3 separate regions of the Sus scrofa genome follow, and all the other regions are linked to region 1. The links are chromatin contacts, called in public Hi-C and HiChIP or PLAC-seq maps. All regions are on one chromosome and are shown on one strand. Each heading gives the region's core, a stretch centred on a gene start, on an enhancer-like site or on the middle of the called end of the contact. The rest is flanking DNA. Distances are from core to core; before and after follow the strand shown. Region 1 has its middle 250 kb from the start of TTC8. Region 2 overlaps FOXN3 (forkhead box N3). Region 3 overlaps FOXN3 (forkhead box N3).

What was found. Hi-C and Micro-C count contacts between places; a contact is called where the count stands out from the background. HiChIP or PLAC-seq counts read pairs in DNA pulled down with a chosen protein or histone mark.
Region 2: a Hi-C map of embryonic fibroblasts shows a contact between it and region 1, with 2.1 times the contacts expected there. The contact joins two enhancer-like sites. A contact is called at or near these places in 1 of 47 Hi-C or Micro-C datasets (embryonic fibroblasts) and 1 of 2 datasets of contacts at active chromatin or transcription factors (alveolar macrophages).
Region 3: an H3K27ac HiChIP or PLAC-seq map of skeletal muscle shows a contact between it and region 1, with 4 times the contacts expected there. The contact joins two enhancer-like sites. A contact is called at or near these places in 2 of 2 datasets of contacts at active chromatin or transcription factors (alveolar macrophages and skeletal muscle).

Annotation. Positions count from the first base shown.
Region 1 is chr7:110,981,652-110,985,231 of Sscrofa11.1, reverse strand. No RefSeq gene overlaps it. Among named protein-coding and RNA genes, the nearest start is that of TTC8, 250 kb to the right of the region's middle. Within about 2 kb of position 1,756, at least 48 of the 83 cell types and tissues checked have an H3K27ac peak or open chromatin away from gene starts, as enhancers often do. A contact at or near this core is called in embryonic fibroblasts and skeletal muscle, where this site is marked.
Region 2 is chr7:111,179,180-111,182,759 of Sscrofa11.1, reverse strand. The region is part of intron 3 of FOXN3 (forkhead box N3); the gene reads left to right. Among named protein-coding and RNA genes, the nearest start is that of FOXN3, 160 kb to the left of the region's middle. Within about 2 kb of position 1,884, at least 20 of the 83 cell types and tissues checked have an H3K27ac peak or open chromatin away from gene starts, as enhancers often do. A contact at or near this core is called in embryonic fibroblasts, where this site is marked.
Region 3 is chr7:111,148,509-111,152,088 of Sscrofa11.1, reverse strand. All of the region lies in intron 4 of FOXN3 (forkhead box N3), which reads left to right. Among named protein-coding and RNA genes, the nearest start is that of FOXN3, 190 kb to the left of the region's middle. Within about 2 kb of position 2,033, at least 6 of the 83 cell types and tissues checked have an H3K27ac peak or open chromatin away from gene starts, as enhancers often do. A contact at or near this core is called in skeletal muscle, where this site is marked.

The DNA.
Region 1 (3,580 bases), core at 507-3,006:
AAAAAAAACTTTTAATAGTAATAACTTTGTTTTATTTCTCAGGTTCTGCCTGACCGCCATAACAATATTAGGTAATATTTAGCCTGAGGACCAAATTACCACTGACCTTGATATAAACAGCCTAGAGGTATACAACAGGAGCACCAAGTTGTCCATCAAAACCCCCCTCCCCATAGTCTGGGCTGTTACTGGGACGTGGCCACCCTGCCAGGACTCATTTCTCAGCTCCCAGCTCATTTCCCAGCTCCCCAGCTGTGTTCATTTGGCCCTGTTCTTGCCAGTAGGATTGAGCCCCAGTGAGGGCATCACTTCTGGGCCGGGACTGTTAAGAAACAGGTTGCCTTCCCCCTACTGGCTCGATCCCCTCCCCCTGCTGATGAGGCTGACCACAATGGGACCCTCGGAAGAAAGCTGTCACCAACCAGAAACACCTGCCTTGGGACACTCGCTCAGTGTTATGTGAACACAAAATAAACTATAATGTCAAGGTGCTGAAAATCTGGAGACATATTTGTTACAACAGCTGTGTTATGCTGATTAATAGAACATATATTTTTAAAATGAATTCAGCATTTCCTGATTCACACATGCACACAGCCTACCTTTCCCTGGGTGGAATATTTGCTTTGTGTGAATTGACCTTTGGGCTCAATTTTCACACCCCCGCCCAACCCTCTCCCTCACCGCCCCCCTACCCTGCTCCTTCCACCTGGCAAGGCCTTTGTTGTGTGGGTCCTGCATGTCACAACTGGTTGGTGAGTTTGGTGGAACTGCTTGATTTTATACACTATTAATTTTGCTTGCCTCTCCACTTTCATGGATCCTTATGGGTACTGCTGGCATTTTCAGGATGAGGAATGTCTTACATAGACCAGAGGTGTTCTGCTGGAGCCTGAGACACATTGCCTTGAAAGAATACCATGTTTACTCACATAAATCTAAAAAGCGACATTTGTGAGGGTGGGCGCAAGACAGAGGAGCCTGATTTGGGAGCCAGTGGGGAGCCACTGTAGGTGGGCTGGTAGGGGAAGGATATGACTGAAGAGGTGTTTTAGGAGGATGCATCTGATTGTATCACAGAGAAGACATGAGAAAGAAAATAGCACAGAGGCACAGGGAGGAACCGTGTGATAACCCAGCTGTGAAATCATACTTGGGATGGCGCCAGTAGGAATGGAGACAAACAGGTGACTAGGGGAGGCCGAAGAAATGAGCACGCAACACTCAGCCACTGTTCCCAGCTCATCAGCTGCTCTAACCACATCCCAGAGGTGCCATATGCCAGTTCACTCCTATGGCTCCACCAATACCATCTAACCTGCAAAAATAACAACACAGACGTCAAAGTTATGGCACTGTCTTTTTAAAAGACTGGTCATAAGGAAAAAAGGAGTAATTGCTTCAGTAATCAGAAATGAGACAAATGAACTACCTTCCCAGATCATTTTTAGCAGCTGAGTACTCTCTGGAGGGGAAAGAACTGCACGTCTGAGTTGGAAGGGAAAATGAAGTAAACACATTTTTTTGTACTGGAAGAGGAAAATTCGCTAAAGTCTAGGGGACTAGCCTACGAGGACAGAGAAGATGTTTTCTGGAAGCACTGAAGAGTCTCGTCTGCGTATGCTTTGCTGGAGTAACAATCGGCCCGAATCCCAGCCCAGTCCCCCTCGGTGACCTCGGCTCTTCCCCGCCCCGCCCGGGTGATTCCGGGTGATCCCGGGTCTACCCGGCTGCAGACGGAGGGCTGCTTTCTGTTCCTCAGATGCGCATGCGCACCCCTCCCTTTGCCGCCCTACCCAGCTCTCGGCCAGGTCTGGAGCGCTCTTCCCACTGGCTTTCTTTTGCCATTTACGCTTCACCTTAAAAAGCCACTTGGAGAGGACCTCCCCACCACCCAATCAAAGCAGCCACGTTCCCCCCACCACCACCCCATTATCCCCTCTCCTGTCTCCTTATTGTACTTCTCAGAGCACTGATTTCTCTCTGCTGTCCCTTCTTTTATCTACTCGTTTGCTTATTGCCAGTTTTTCCTGCTAGAATGTAAGCCCCCTGAGAGAGTACCTAGCCAGTCCGATTCCCCACAGTAGCTACAGCATCTGCAACAGTCCTACTCAATGCGGATGCTATTAAATTTGTGCATCACTGACTGACCAAGTCTAGGACCAATGAGGAAAACACTGGATGAATTAGCCACCTCCCCACACCCCCAAATAAGTTCTCTCTCCTCAGAGGAGCTTATTCAATGAAAGATTTTTCTCCCTGTGGTTACATTTGATTAAGAAATATGTTTTCACAATTATGCCTGAATTTTTCCAGTCTGGATTTCATATCAGACGGCTAGACTCTAGGAAAATGGAAGGTTCTTAATCAAGGGGAAAAAAAAATCCAAACGTTTAAAATCATCTCTTGGGGAAGGATAACCTGAAATGCAAGTCATGAGTTTTATGCATGGTCTTCTCTGCTCCTATTAGTTTTTCTCTCTTTTTAAAGTTACTCTATCTTCTTGATAGCAGCTACCCCACAGTTATACATGCATTCAAAATTCAGAAAACACTGAATCAATGAGGAGGAGACAGAGTTTGCAATCTGTGGGTCTGAGAAGTCCAAAACATCCTGTTTGTCACCACCTCTGGGAAGCCTTTTCTGATTCTTCCAGGCAGAATTGCATTTTTTCTTTCCTTGCTCTCATTTCACTATTCATTTCACTCTCTAATCACCCTGGTGTCCAGCACCAATGAGACACTTAATAGGCACTTGATTAAATTATTGCATAAATGAATACAATTTAAATTATATAAGGAAAAAAAAAAAGCTGCCAGAATTGGGGCAGGTTTTAGAAATCACCTAGGCAATGTTTCTCAAAAATACAGTCATTTGCATCTTCATCATAAGTTTTGGCATACTATTAATTCTTACAGGTTTCTTTAGCCAACCTTTCTACTACTTAAGTATGTTTATATTTTATAAAAATTAGCATCATAATCATAAATGGCAAACTGGCATGACTTGGCATCAGTAAAAAGCAATCCCCTTACCTTCAAAAACCCATGAATGAGAAATATTTTCCTTAAAATCTAGCTGGAGGTTATTTGCTGAACTGTGTTCCCCTCTCCAAGTTCCTGCATTGAGGCATTAACACTCCCTCCTCCCATCCCACACCCACAGTACTTCCGAATGTGACTCTATTGCGACAGAGGACCTTAGAGGTAATTAAGTTAAATTCAGCCCTAATCCAATCTGACTGTTGTCCTTATAAGGAGATTCGAACAAAGAAAGAGAAACCACAGACACACAACAAGATAACCAACTAACTTGCAGTGAGAAGATATACCCTCTATGAGAGAGAGGGAGAGGGAGAGGAGGGAGAGCCTCAGAAGAAACCAACCCTGCTGACACCTTGATCTTGGACTCCTAGGTGCCAGAACTGTGAATTTTGGTTATTGAAGCTCCCAGTCCGTGGTGTTCTGCTATGGCAGCCAGAGCAGAATAATACACTGGGTATTACTGGCAACTAAAGACACTGAGCCTAAAGTCTGCTCTCATTTAGTTGAAAACTGAGACTATGAGAGTAAGAAGAATA
Region 2 (3,580 bases), core at 635-3,134, 200 kb before region 1:
CTGGGCTGTTTCCAGCTCTTCTGGGAAAGCACATCCACGTTGTAATCTGGATCAGCACTTTCCTCACAGAGTTCACGGACCAGGCAGCCTTGTCTGGTGGGCGGGCTTATTTACACACAAAATGCAATTGATTCCGTATTCCTCTCCGACCTAAAAACGGTCCTCACGGTTCTTTTTAATAATAAAATTATTTGCGTGGAGAAAATGGTGTCGCTTTTCAGAGGCTATCTGATGGGAGTACTCAGACCGTTCCGCTAATGACAAGATAGAGGAGCGGCGATCTAAGACCAGCGGTTTGAGGCGAATTTCTGTGTGTGTGTTGGGGGAGGGAGGGTTGTCTCGCTGAAATCAGAAAAAGTCCAAGTAATGATGATTCAATTTAGTACTGATCAAATTAGCATTCCACAGGGACTGTTTTCTGGAAATTTTGGTTGTGCCTTCACAAAGCAGCCCCAGACTCAAAGCCATTTGGTGGGAAATGGCTCATTGGCTTTGATTTGGTCATGTTTAAAGTTAATGCAGAATCGGTTTCTTTTTCAAGAAGTCAAAGGTCCTGGGTCTTTATTCCACTTCTGAGCTCTGAAGACTTTTCTTCGTTGTAAAGGGCCAAATACTAAATACTTAGCATGAAACGGACATACACATAAATAGGGTGTGTTGTAGCCCAATAAGATTTTATTTGTAGACCCTGAAATTTGAATTTCATATAATTTTCCCGTTTCAAGAAAATAGGATTCTTCAGCCACTCGGAAATGCAGAAGCCATGCTTTGCTCTGTGGCGGTATGGTTTGGCCCATTGTTTGCAACCCCCCCCTGCGGTTCTTGTACTGCTTTTGGGGTTTGTGTCTGGTCTTTTGGGGGGAGAATATTCCTTCATCTGGAGTCTTTCTACGTTGGCATGTGAAAGGGAGCCAAAATCCTATGGTGTGTGTGTGTTTGGAGCTCTCCTGCTCCTCTTGTCTCCACTCTGGGGGATGCAGCCAGGTCTCTCTCGCGCGCTCTCTCTCTCTCTCTCTCTTTTTTTTTTTTTTTTTTTTTTTTTCGGACTTTTTGTCTTTTTAGGGCTGCACTCACAGCATATGAAAGTTCCCAGGCTAGGGGTCTAATCAGAGTTATAGCTGCCAGCCTACGCCACAGGCACAGCAATGCAGGATCCAAGCTGCATCTGCCACCCAGCAATGCCCGATCCTTAACTCACTGAGCGAGGCCGGGGATCGAACCCGCGTCCTCATGGTTCCTAGTCAGATTTGTTTCTGCGGCGCCACAATGGGACCTCCCAGCCAGGTCTCTTGACTTTAGAACTTTGATTGTTCAGAACTTTGCCACCAGCAACATAGCCTGTATGGCAGGGTGGCCAGCCCTGGTGGACTCTGAAAAAACTCTGGATTTGTTCACCACCCAGAGAACTCTGAGTGCCTCTTGAAAGAGAAGGAAGTAAGAATGCAGGTAGAAATGAAGGCAGAAAGCTGCTGAGCTTTCCGTGCAGATGTCTCTGGGAGAGTTGCGAGAATTGTGATAGTAGCCTCCTTATATCTGTGCAGGTCTGTGTGTATGACAAGGCTAGGGTGTCTCCAGCGCTCCTTTTCATCCTTATTCTTAGAGGAGTAGGCAAAAGACATGCTCCCGCAAAATATAAGCGCATGGTTTTGTTTAGTACAATATTTGGGGAAACTGGGAAAGATGCAAAAATGCCCGGTTTTCCTAAAATGATCTGCATAGCATGGAACACCGAAACAAAGACAGATATGTACTCTCTTTAGTTAAATTTGTTCAGTAGGACTCATTCTTGCTAGGATACCCTCCCCAAAGCCTTAATAAATATAAAGCTTTTAAATATTTGTCCCATTTTGTAATTAGTCTAGATTTAGCCCTGGTTCTTCCTGATTTGGGAGGAAGCATGCTTGACTGTTGCCAGGCAACGGCTAATCGGGGTATTAGCTGCCAGCAAGCTGTTGGCAGTGACTGTAAATTCTTTTGTCTTGTTAACCGAAAAATGAGTGTTCAGGAAACAACAGTATATAAAGTCTGTTCTGTTGTTCAAATACATACAACTTAGGTGATAAATTCCTGCACTAATAGAACCTCAGTGTGCCCCGCTCAAATTGATAGCGTGCGATGGAAGAGAGGTGTTGTTTTCTCCAAGTTGCCCTCTAAGAATCTGAGTTCTTGTTAAATTCTGGGTTGTGACATACATGTGGGTTTCCAGCATGAACGTCCCAAAGGGAGGACTCTGGTGCGTGGGCAAGGGAACCCCACTGTGTCATCCCTGACCTGAGGGCCCCATCTCCTCGCAGGCTGGCACTGAGCACCCAGCTGCTCTGAGAAGTCCTCTGGTGGCCAGGGCCCTCGTCCCCTCCAGCTCAGCTCAGCCAGGCTCTGTGCAAGTTTTCTAGGACAAAACCTCACTTCCTAAGGATGTGGGTCATCCTTTGGATATTAAGAATTAAGGAATATTAATTAATATTAAGGAAGAAAAAACACTATTTGATCGGTGCTTTTTTTCATTTTTTAAAGTTTTATCGACGTACAGTTGTGGTCATTTCTGCTGCACAACAGAGGGATTCAGTTATACACATACACACATCCATTCTCTTGGTGGATGCCTTTTTTTTTTTTTTTTTTTTTTTAAATGAATTGCTTATATTCCAGACTTGACCCCAGACACTCTCTTCCAGTCACAGATTTCTAAAGGACACTGCTGATTATTAGGGGTCACACACTCCACCTGGCACTTCAGCCTATGTTTTCTCCCTTTCACCTTCATACCCTGGGCGGAAAATAGGGAAACACAGCAGACCTCCTTGGGCCAGAAGAGGAGGAGCTGGGATGAAAGTCTGAGTTTCCTCTGGTTTCCAAGCCCATACGCTGCTCTCCCTTCAGTTTGGGTCTGGTTTCTGAAAACGACCAGAGAGGTCTGGTTGCCCAGTGAACCAATATAAGGCACCCAAGCACTGGCCAAAGTATCGAATGTGTTTCATTCTTTCATTCTTTGTGTCCTTGATTTCTTTTTTTCTTTTTCTTTTTCTTTTTCTTTTTTTTTTTTTTTTTTTGGTCATACTAGGACCACACCCACAGCATACGGAGGTTCCCAGGCAAGGGGTCGAATTAGAGCTGTAGCCACAGCAACGCCAGATCTGAGCCGCATCTGGGACCTGCAGCACAGCACAGAGTAACGCTGGATCCTTAACCCACTGAGCGAGGCTAGGGATTGAACCTGCATTCTCGTGGATGCTAGTCAAACTTTCTTCCGCTGAGCCACCATGGGAACTCCCAGTGTCCTTGATTTCTAAAAACAGCTCTTCGTTGGTCTCAACAACAGTAAGAAAGTACCCCTGGGTTATAAGTCCTCTTCTCTGTTGTACCATTTTCTCTGCCACCTCCCTGACCCCCACCCCAAGCAGAGTCGGGAATCTCCCATGGCAGGAAAAAGCATCTTGCTCCCATCATCACCACAGTTGTGCTCCATTCTGTTTCCCTCATAAAGCTGGGCCTTTTGGATTTTCCCTGCCAACCTCCCTGTTGCTCCAGTTCAGCAGAAAGAAATGTCGTCACCAGATGCTGCAACCCCATTTCTGTCCCT
Region 3 (3,580 bases), core at 784-3,283, 170 kb before region 1:
TGCTTACTGGACACTCCTTACAGGGAGGTTTAGAACTGCAAGTCTGTGTCTGATGACATCTGCCAGCAGGGCTACTCGAACCCAGTGTCCCCGCTGTGGATTCCTTTCCCGTGTTTTCAGCAAGATGAGGAGGACTTTGTGATGAGAGACAAGAAGCCTGTGACACATAGAAAGGCCAGCTCTGTATTTATCACTTGTGATGCTGTATTTCTCCCGCTCTGAGAGACTTCATTCTTTCAGTCTTGCCATGACCAATGAAGTTCTCACTTTGGAACTTTTGCAGCTGTCATAGGCCCAGATTGGGGTGCTTGCAGGCACGGCAGGGTGTCTATAGCCATGTCAGAGCATGTAGGGCATCTGTCTTCTCTTGTGGGACCCACCGTTTCCCTCCCACCCCTGCCACGTGCGTGCGTGCACACACACACACACATACACACACCTTCCAACATAGTGTTCCAAATAGGAGGTGCCAACTTTTTAAAGCTCCCTGGCCTCAGCAGGTGGTTGAGGTAGAGGCACATGACCCAGTCCAGGCCAGAGTCCACCCTGGTACTCCTTCTGTTGCTTACGGGGGCTCTAAAGGCTGTGCTGGCATCATAAGCCCTTCCATGTAGAATGGACCAGTGTCCAAGAAATAGCACCAGGGCAAAGAAGCGAAACGAGGGGCCGGTCTACCCCTACCCTTCCAATGGTGGGATTAGACGAGCTCATAAATTTTCCTTTTTACCTAACCCAGCTTGATTTGGGGTTTTTTGTTTGTTTGTTTTCGTTTTTTGTTTGTTTGTTTTTTTGGTTTTTTTTTTGGTGTGTGTACATCCAGGAGTCCTGACGAATAAGGATGTTTAGGTGAATAGCATCCGTTCACCTGAATATATATATCACTGATAATTGCTGTGTCAGTGAAATTCTCACCTCTCCATTGTCCCAGGAGGCCCACTTAGTGGTTTGATTGACCTTTGAGAGGACAGAAGATGAGCATGGAGAGCTTTCCAGAGATGGTGACTTAAGCAAAATAGGCTTGTGGTAATAATAATACCGACGCTCTCTGTCCCCCAGCTCAGCTTTGCCTTTGGTGGCAATAGGCTCAGAGAGGCTCACATTGAGTTTGCAAGGTGGCTACCAGCAGCCTCTTGGGCTACATGCGTTGAATGTAGCATTTCCCCAGTGTTCCCAGAAGAGGTTATGAGCAGCCCCGTAATTAGACCAGCCTGGATCCCATGACGTCTTGGTCCCATCCCTGGAACCAGAAGACTGGGAGGGATGGATTGCTTTATGTGGGGGGGGGTTGTGGAAACATCACTTGGAAGCACAGGGACAGATTGGAAGATAGAAGGTTCCTTAGATGGTAGTCAGGGGCAGTTCCCAGAGGGGGAGAGGAACTGCCCGTTACAACAGCACAGCCATCTTTAAAAAAACAAAGCAATGGACATGGAATCGGGAGGTTGCCTATGCAGGTAAACACAGCCAGCAAGGGGGAGGGGGGGGGAGTCTAAGGCCATGTGCACATCTCCCCTTTTGAGACTCTTGCAGCTTTTTCCCAGGAGAATGGCCATCGTCCACGGGTGTGCCGGACTGCCGGCGTCCCAAGGCCTATGGTGATGTCCGTCAAGTTCAGTGATTTCCCAGAGGCCCCAGAATCTTAGCTCATGATGACCTTAACCTTCCCTGGCAACATAGGGGTAGGTGAAACGGATTACTTTAACGAGACTTGCCTTGGCTGCTGAGAAAGGAGAGACCAAAGGTGGGTACCACTGACCGGGAGTCAGGATTAACCTTAAGCAACCAAAGTCAAGATCTTGGAGAACCTCTCTCAGCAGCTGCGCTGATCCCCCGGGTCCTCGATTGAGCATGCCTGGTGCTCGGACACTTCGTGTGCTGGTCAGCTAGGGCGGCCTTAACAAGATATCACAGCAGGGGGGGTGTGGGGGCGGTGGTGACAGCAGAGGGCCGTTTTCTCACAGTTCTGGAGGCTGGGAGCCAGCGGGTTTGATCTCTCCTGGGCCTCTACGTGTCCTGCCGGCAGCTGCTCTCTCACCGTGTCCTCACATGGCCCCTTCTGTGTACGGGTGCCTCCTCTGGGTTCTTCTTACAAGGACACAGTCCTGTCAGATTCAGGCCCTGTTGAGGTCCCGTTGCAGGAAAGCCCCATTCCTCCTTCCCTGTTGCATCTTAATGATCTGCCTGTGCGAAGGCTCCGTGTCCAAGTTGGTCACACTAGGGGTTAGTGGTTCAACCTATGAATCTGGGGAGGGGGAACAGTTCAGCCCAGACCAGTGAATTGCATGCAGACATTCCACTTGATTTCCTGCAATGTGCCCGGTACCCCTCATGGTCCAGGACAGAGCTGGACCTCGGTCTCCAGGGGTTTGCAGTGTAGCCGGAAGACAGAGTCCCCTTGGTGGTTTGTGCTCTCACAGAGGAGCCCAGATCCTGGGGAGAGCAAGTCCGGAGTCAGGGGAGACTTCTCTCAGTGTTGCTGTGCAGTGCAAGGCGCTGCCCCTATAGCTCCTGAATCTGTCCTTGTGGACTCATGACACGGCTGATGGTGCCCTCTCGTCATCACAGTGTCACTCCGGGCCTCAGTACAGAAGCTGGGTAATATTATAGCCGTGGCCAAAACGCTCGCTGAGCCCAGCTCACCAAGGAACGAAGCCCACGCCAAGGGCACAGACAGCATGTCGGAGGTGGTGTACATGTATTTGAAAGCAGTGGTGAAACCAGATGAGCCCCGAGGGAGAGGGGGACGTCACCATGTCCCTTTCAGGTCACTTCCCTCATTCCTTGCAGGAAAGCAGATGGGAAAGTGAATGCAAAGTGTCCCGGGCAGAGTTGTGGGGAGATGCTGTGATGCCGAGGAGAGCAGAGTGGCAGGATAGAGGGGGCTTGGGCTGCATGCCCTTTCCATCTTGTATTGAAAGCAGGCATCTAAGGAGGGGTCAAGAACTAAGAGATAGTCATAAACACCGGACGGGACCTGGGGTATTGTGTGATCCCGTGACTTGATTCACAGCGGTCATAGCAGGGCCAGAGCGGGAAGAAGATGCAAGCAGCTCTGCTGAGCCAGTGAGAAGAGAGCAGGTGGGGGTGAGGGAGGTGGGGTGGGGGCGGCAGGGCAGGTGCAGGGGGTGTTAGAGGCTCACCTGCCATTAGGCTGAGGTGCTTTGCATTTCTCGCATCACCCCGTCTACCTGGGAGAAGTCCTGATAATCACGTCTCCAGTCGGTATAACTTGAAGAGTGACTGGGTACCGGAAATCCAGTTCAGAACCAGAGACGGAGCCTCTTCCAGTTCCCTCGCTGGTTCCCAACTTAATTTTGAAAATGAAGACACCTCTAACGAGTCTCAGCGTTGTCCACTGTCCACAGTCTAGTGAGGGCAAGATAAGATGCTGAGTGAGAAAAGGGATTCTGTGTCAAAAACTGCCATACCGGGGGGGGGGGGGGGTGTGTGTGTGTGTGTGTGTGTGTGTGTGTGTGTGTGTGTGTGTGTGTGTGTGTGTGTGTGTGTTGGGTAAGAAGAAGGGGGTGGCTTGGGGTGGGATGGTTCCTTTCTATATATAAGGACATCTAATTATAAAGGC